2 separate regions of the Columba livia genome follow, and region 1 is linked to region 2. A link is a contact called in public Hi-C data. All regions are on one chromosome and are shown on one strand. Each heading gives the region's core, a stretch centred on a gene start, on an enhancer-like site or on the middle of the called end of the contact. The rest is flanking DNA. Distances are from core to core; before and after follow the strand shown.

Evidence for each region. Hi-C and Micro-C count contacts between places; a contact is called where the count stands out from the background.
Region 1: a contact with region 2 is called in a Hi-C map of liver, with 3 times the contacts expected there. The contact joins the enhancer-like site here to the promoter of CELSR1 in region 2. A contact is called at or near these places in 2 of 2 Hi-C or Micro-C datasets (crop and liver).

Annotation. Positions count from the first base shown.
Region 1 is chr1:195,220,327-195,223,240 of bColLiv1.pat.W.v2, forward strand. CELSR1 (cadherin EGF LAG seven-pass G-type receptor 1) reads left to right here. Exons shown (of 35, transcript XM_065048980.1): 3 at 2,511-2,733. Among named protein-coding and RNA genes, the nearest start is that of CELSR1, 92 kb to the left of the region's middle. Within about 2 kb of position 1,270, at least 1 of the 3 cell types and tissues checked has an H3K27ac peak away from gene starts, as active enhancers do.
Region 2 is chr1:195,128,446-195,131,319 of bColLiv1.pat.W.v2, forward strand. It overlaps CELSR1 (cadherin EGF LAG seven-pass G-type receptor 1), which reads left to right and starts at 1,316. Exons shown (of 35, transcript XM_065048980.1): 1 at 1,316-2,874. The coding sequence starts at 1,490.

The DNA.
Region 1 (2,914 bases), core at 20-2,519, 92 kb after region 2:
TGCCATGGCATTTCCACAGCGTGCTACAGTGCCAGGAATCTCTCCTTTTAGCTCGCCCCTTTTTCTTGCTGTGTATTCAAGCCTGAGCGTTATTTGCTTTTGCCAAATATATCATTCTGTTTTCAGAAAGCCTTGAAGATTGCATTCCTCTCTGAGCTGGAGAGTTATTTCACAAAATACCCTATGATTTTTTTTAAAGCAACAAGCCTGTGTTTAATCTTTCTTCAGAAACTGTGTTTGTCCATTTTTTTGAGAGTTTTGGTACACAATATGTGTGTGTTAAGGGGGATGGGCTGTGCTTGTGCAGCGGATCATCAAGAAGTGTTTTCTGTAGTGTCCTCTTAGTGCATCCAGTGTGTGTGCACGCTTTGTTTGGCACATCCAGTACACTGAGGGAATTTTCGCTCTTGGATGATATATATAATTTCTCACAAAAGAAACACATTGTAGAGCATTTTAAAGTACTATGGGAGGTGTATTCACATAGTCTTGCCTGATACTTACAGTTAATAAATGGAAACAGGATGATATTTATCAAAAGGTTTTCATGGCATTTCAACTTAATACATTGAAGTGAAGAATATGGGAACATCAGTGCTGAATCAGAAAAGCTCTAAGCACAGGCCTGAAGCTGAACTCTCAGCTACATGGTTTATTACTTGAGAGGTTTTGGATTGCACTCCCTCTAGGATGACGGGAAAGATTTACTTCATAATTTGTTAACTGCAAGAGTTATTATTATAGAGAGATGTGTTCAGCTCCCTTGTGCTTTGTATCACATCCCTTTCAAATATACTGAAACACCCCAGTCTGTTGTTTGCCAGGAGACAGACAAATGCATTGGTCGGGAGGCAGTTGTATGGTGGCTCTGCTCATGTGGGGAGCACGGGGCAGGACCAGAGGTGGGTCCTCCGGAGCTGAGCCCACCTGGATGGGATGTGCGTTTGGCTGGCAGCATGGTCCCAGCACTCTTGTATTTGCTCCTGCATTTTGCTGGCATAAATCGTACCTGCCTGAAAAGCATATGATGTTGATGTGAGAGGAGAAAGGCAGCAAAGCTGGAGAGCCAAAATGGCTCGGCTGTCCACCTCACCTTGTCTCAGAGATCGCTGCCCCCAGAGCAGTGGCTAAACCAGCTGCACACTGTTGCAAAATACGACCTGGTGTAAAACAGAGGTGCACGTCCAGGTCTGGATGCGGCAGCGCGGGCAGCTTTGGCGTGGGAACCCGCGGGAGCAGGGCTGCGGGGGCAGTGACTGGAGCAAAACTTTCTGCTTTAATTTGCCTTTGTGAGTCACTGCCCACAGCTCCTGCTGCTTTTACTTTCCTCCAGGAATGCATTTGCACGGTTTTAACTGTGCTTGAATTAATGTGATTGTATAATCTGGTAGTGAGTAATCATGCAAATATCAAACTGTTGCAAATACATTCATTCCTTCAGCCGGTTGTGCTGAGTAGTTTTGCTCTGCATTTACTCGTCAGACACTATTACTGGGTAAAATTCAACTATGTATGCCATCTTCAGTTTCTCTGAAGAGTTTTACATGCAGGATCTGAACATACTTTATACCTTAGGAAGATACATGCCAAAACATAAATGTTAACTAATTAACTCACATAGAGGGTTTAGCTTCCCATACAATGATTAATTCAGCAGCTGCTTTTGTCCCAACCGCAGCAGATTTTTTGAAGTGAATATCTTTTGTATGTTATATTTTACAATTGTGATTCACTCTCAGATTTTGGGCAAACACAAGAAAAAATATGGTGTACATAGAAAGGAAGACACCTCATTCTTTAGTATTGCATTTAACGCGCCTTAATACAGCCTTCTGAGTTAATAAAGACAAAGCATTTGGGGGGAAAACAGGTTCAGCAACCCTTACACAGAATCTGTAATTTCTGCGGGGAGTTACTGTGCCCGTCTCTGAAGAGTTCAGAAGATGGCTGTCACCTGCAGGATACGTGGGAAAAGGTGGAAGCAGTATGTATGTCATTGGTATCCTGCTTATTCTTTCTATAAACATTTTGCAACCATTGTCACGAGTTCAGCCGTGCCCTGCCGCTGCCACGGGCAGCAAAGCCAAATTCCGCTCGAGGCGAAGTGCAAACACTTATCTGTTGACACAATTTCCAACCCATAGTGAAATGCCAGAACAATTTACACGTATTTTGGTTGACAGAGAGTGTGTAAGTTTTTAGCTGTTGATGTTACCTCCTCCCATATAGATCTGTCTGGCAGCAGCCAAGGAATCTGAAAACTGGGGCCAGCGTTGTTGGGTATTTGCAAGAGGATTGCTCAGCAGATCATATCCCGCACTCCCCTGAAAATTCAGACTTGAAAGATGATGCAGCACCCTTACCCCCTGCAATTACAGGCTTGTGCCTTGATTGCAGAGCGGGTCAGGTGCAGAACTTTGGAAGTAGCTTAACCTTTAGCAGAACCACTCTGAGCATCACAGCTTGCTGCTGGGGTGAAGTGTCCCTGACGTCTGCTTGTCCCCTTGCAGGAGAGTACTGCGAGGTGAACGCGCGCTCCGGCCGCTGCGCTCCAGGGGTGTGCAAGAACGGAGGAACCTGCGTGAACCTGCTGATCGGCGGCTTCAAGTGTGAGTGTCCGCCGGGCGAATACGAGCGGCCGTACTGCGAGATGACCACCAGGAGCTTCCCCCCGCAGTCCTTCATCACCTTCAAGGGGCTGCGGCAGCGATTCCACTTCACCGTCTCCCTCATGTAAGTCCCAGTGGGGAAGGGCTCTCTGGCTGGTGGCTTCTCCGCTTAAGCTTCAGGGGCTGCTTGTTAAATATTGTCACCCACCAAGGTACCTACGTGTACAAGTCACTCTGGGGGATTGCTGACAGTGACTCCTGCAAGTTGGGCACAGTTGTGTTATTTGAAAGCATTTGATTTTCTG
Region 2 (2,874 bases), core at 66-2,565:
CAGGGCACGGCGTTTTGCGAAACCCCGGTTACAACCCGTGGCGGCTCAGCGCTCGCCCCCCAGCTCTTCGCGGTACGTGAAGCTCTTGTTGGCAAGGTCGCTGTGCGGTCAGCGCGGTGTTGTCCCGGCGGTGCGATGTGCCCAGCGGCGGGTCCCCGCGGCGGGTTTTACAGCCGGGCTGCTCCCAGCCTTTCCCGCCGCTCCCAGCAGAGGCCACTGCAGCCGCAGGGATGGAGGCTCAGCCCGGGCGCACCGCTGCAACGCCAGCGTTACCCACAAAAAAAGTAAAACGACAGAAACTCTTTAGCATAAATTCATAGAATTGACAATATAATCACCACTGTAACATTTACATGCGGGGTTTGGCTTTGCTTCTTCCCACAAACTACCTAAGTTTGCATCTCATATATAATTATTTGCAATTGCTCCAAAGAAAACTCTAGTTCAAGGCTCCAGATCCTACCTGCTGTTCGGCACAGTTCAGAGAAAAGAGCCTGTCAGCAAAACCTACCACCGGGGTTCGCGGCAGTCCCTAAGTCAGGCAGATGATGCCTATTCTGCCCTGAAAACGTAATATTACTTCCCCTCCCCCTTCCCCAGGGAGAATAAAAATAAATAAATTCAAATTCCGTTTAACTGAGTTCTGAACGACGGACCCGAGACGACAGGTGGCTACGCCGGGGGAAGCGGCTGCAGCCGCAGGGCAGCCCCTTCCCGCCGCCCCTCGGAGCGCCGGTTCTGGCGGGGGTAGCGGGGCCGTCCCGGCGGTTCCCGCTCCGCCAGCCGCCCGTGCGGCCCCAGCCAGCGCAGCCCCCGCCGGGGCGGCCCGCTCTGCCGGCTACCGGGCCGCGGGGCCAGGACCGGCCGCCGAGAGGCGCCGGGCGACGGGGTGGGAGCGCCCAGGGGCCGGCCCCGGCCCGGCCCCGCCGCCGCCGCCGCCCGGGAGGGGCCGGGCGGGGCCGGCAGGAAACCCCGCCCCGGGCAGCGCCCGCCGCGCAGTCTGCGCCGCTCAGCCCGTGCGGAACGGAGCGGAGCGGGACGGGACGAGACGGGACGGCAGGGACGGGATAGGAAAGGACTGGACGGGGTGCGTCCGCCGGGTCGCGCAGCCACGCGGGACCGCGCTACCCGTGGGTCAGCCCCGTCGCAGGGGGACTTCGGTATTTAATTCCCCCTCTTTTTCCTTTTTTTTTTTTGAAGGAGACGAGCAGCAGGTTTATGCTAATCACCCTCTCGGGAGCGGCAGTGGGAGGAGGAGGAGAGGAGCCATTTTGAACTCACTTCAAAGTTTAAGGTGGAAAAGTTGGAGCTCTACAGCCCGCTGCCCGGGAACGGGGCGCTGGGCTCTGGGCCGGGAGCGCCCGGGCGGCGAGGGCGGCGGGGGGGGCCGAGCCGGCGGCTGATGGATGAGGGCGGGCGGGCAGCCCGGCGGGTGGATGGATTGTGCGGCAGCCCTCTGCCCGGCATCGCTGCCCGCTGAGCCCCGGAGATGCTGCGGCTGTCCGCCGCCGCCTGCTTGTCCTGGGCCGCGCTGCTCTGTGCCCTGGCGCCGGCGGGCGGCGGCGAGCTGCGGCCGCCCCGCGCCGCCCCGCTCCTCCACCTGCCCCCGGGGGCCGCGGGGCGCCGCGCTGCCGCCAATGAGCCGCCGGCTGTGCCGCCCGCGGGGCGCCTGAGGGCGGTGGGAGCCGCGCTTCGCCGCGCTGCGCCCGCCGGGCCCCGCGGTCCCGGTCCCTGCCAGCGGCGCGCCCGGCAGCGGGCGGCCCCCGAGCCCCGCGGAGCCGCCGCCGGCTGCGCCCCGCCGCCGGGGGAAGAGCGCGGCGGGCGGCGCGGAGCGCGGCGGGCGCGGAGCCTCAACAGCCCACCGCAGTTCCAGCTGCCCAGCTACCAGGTCTCCATCCCCGAGAACGAGCCGGCCGGCACGGCGGTCATCGTGCTGCGCGCCCAGGACCCCGACGAGGGGGAGGCCGGCCGGCTGGCGTACTCCATGGAGGCGCTCTTTGACGAGCGCTCCAACGACTACTTCTCCATCGATGCTGAGACGGGCAGCGTGGTCACCGCTCGCAGCCTTGACCGGGAGACGAAGGACACCCACGTGCTAAAGGTGACAGCCTCCGACCACGGCTCCCCACGCCGCCGCTCGGCCACCACCTACCTGACAGTGACCGTGAGTGACACCAACGACCACGAGCCGGTGTTTGAGCAGCCCGAGTACCGGGAGAGCATCCGGGAGAACCTAGAGGTGGGTTATGAGGTGCTGACCATTCGCGCCACTGACGGCGATGCCCCAGCCAATGCCAACATGCTTTACCGCCTGCTGGAGCCAGGAGCTGGTGATGGGGTTTTTGAGATCGACCCGCGTTCCGGGGTTGTGAGGACCCGAGCCCCAGTGGACCGCGAGGAGGTCTCTGAGTATCACCTGGTGGTGGAAGCCAATGACCAGGGCAAGGATCCGGGCCCACGGAGTGCTACGGCTATGGTGCACATCACTGTAGAAGACGAGAATGACAACTACCCTCAGTTCAGTGAGAAACGCTACCTGGTCCAGGTGCCAGAGGATGCCCCAGTGAACAGCCAGATAATGCAAGTGCAGGCCACAGATCGGGACCGGGGCAGCAATGCCCAGGTGCACTACAGCATTGTGAGTGGCAACCTGAAAGGCCAGTTCTATATCCACTCTTTCTCTGGCGCCATCGACCTGATCAACCCTCTGGATTATGAGACTATTCGGGAGTACACGCTCCGGATCAAAGCCCAGGATGGGGGCAGACCACCCTTGATCAACTCCAGTGGCATGGTGTCGGTGCAGGTCGTGGACGTGAATGATAATGCCCCCATCTTTGTGAGCACTCCCTTCCAGGCCACGGTGCTGGAGAA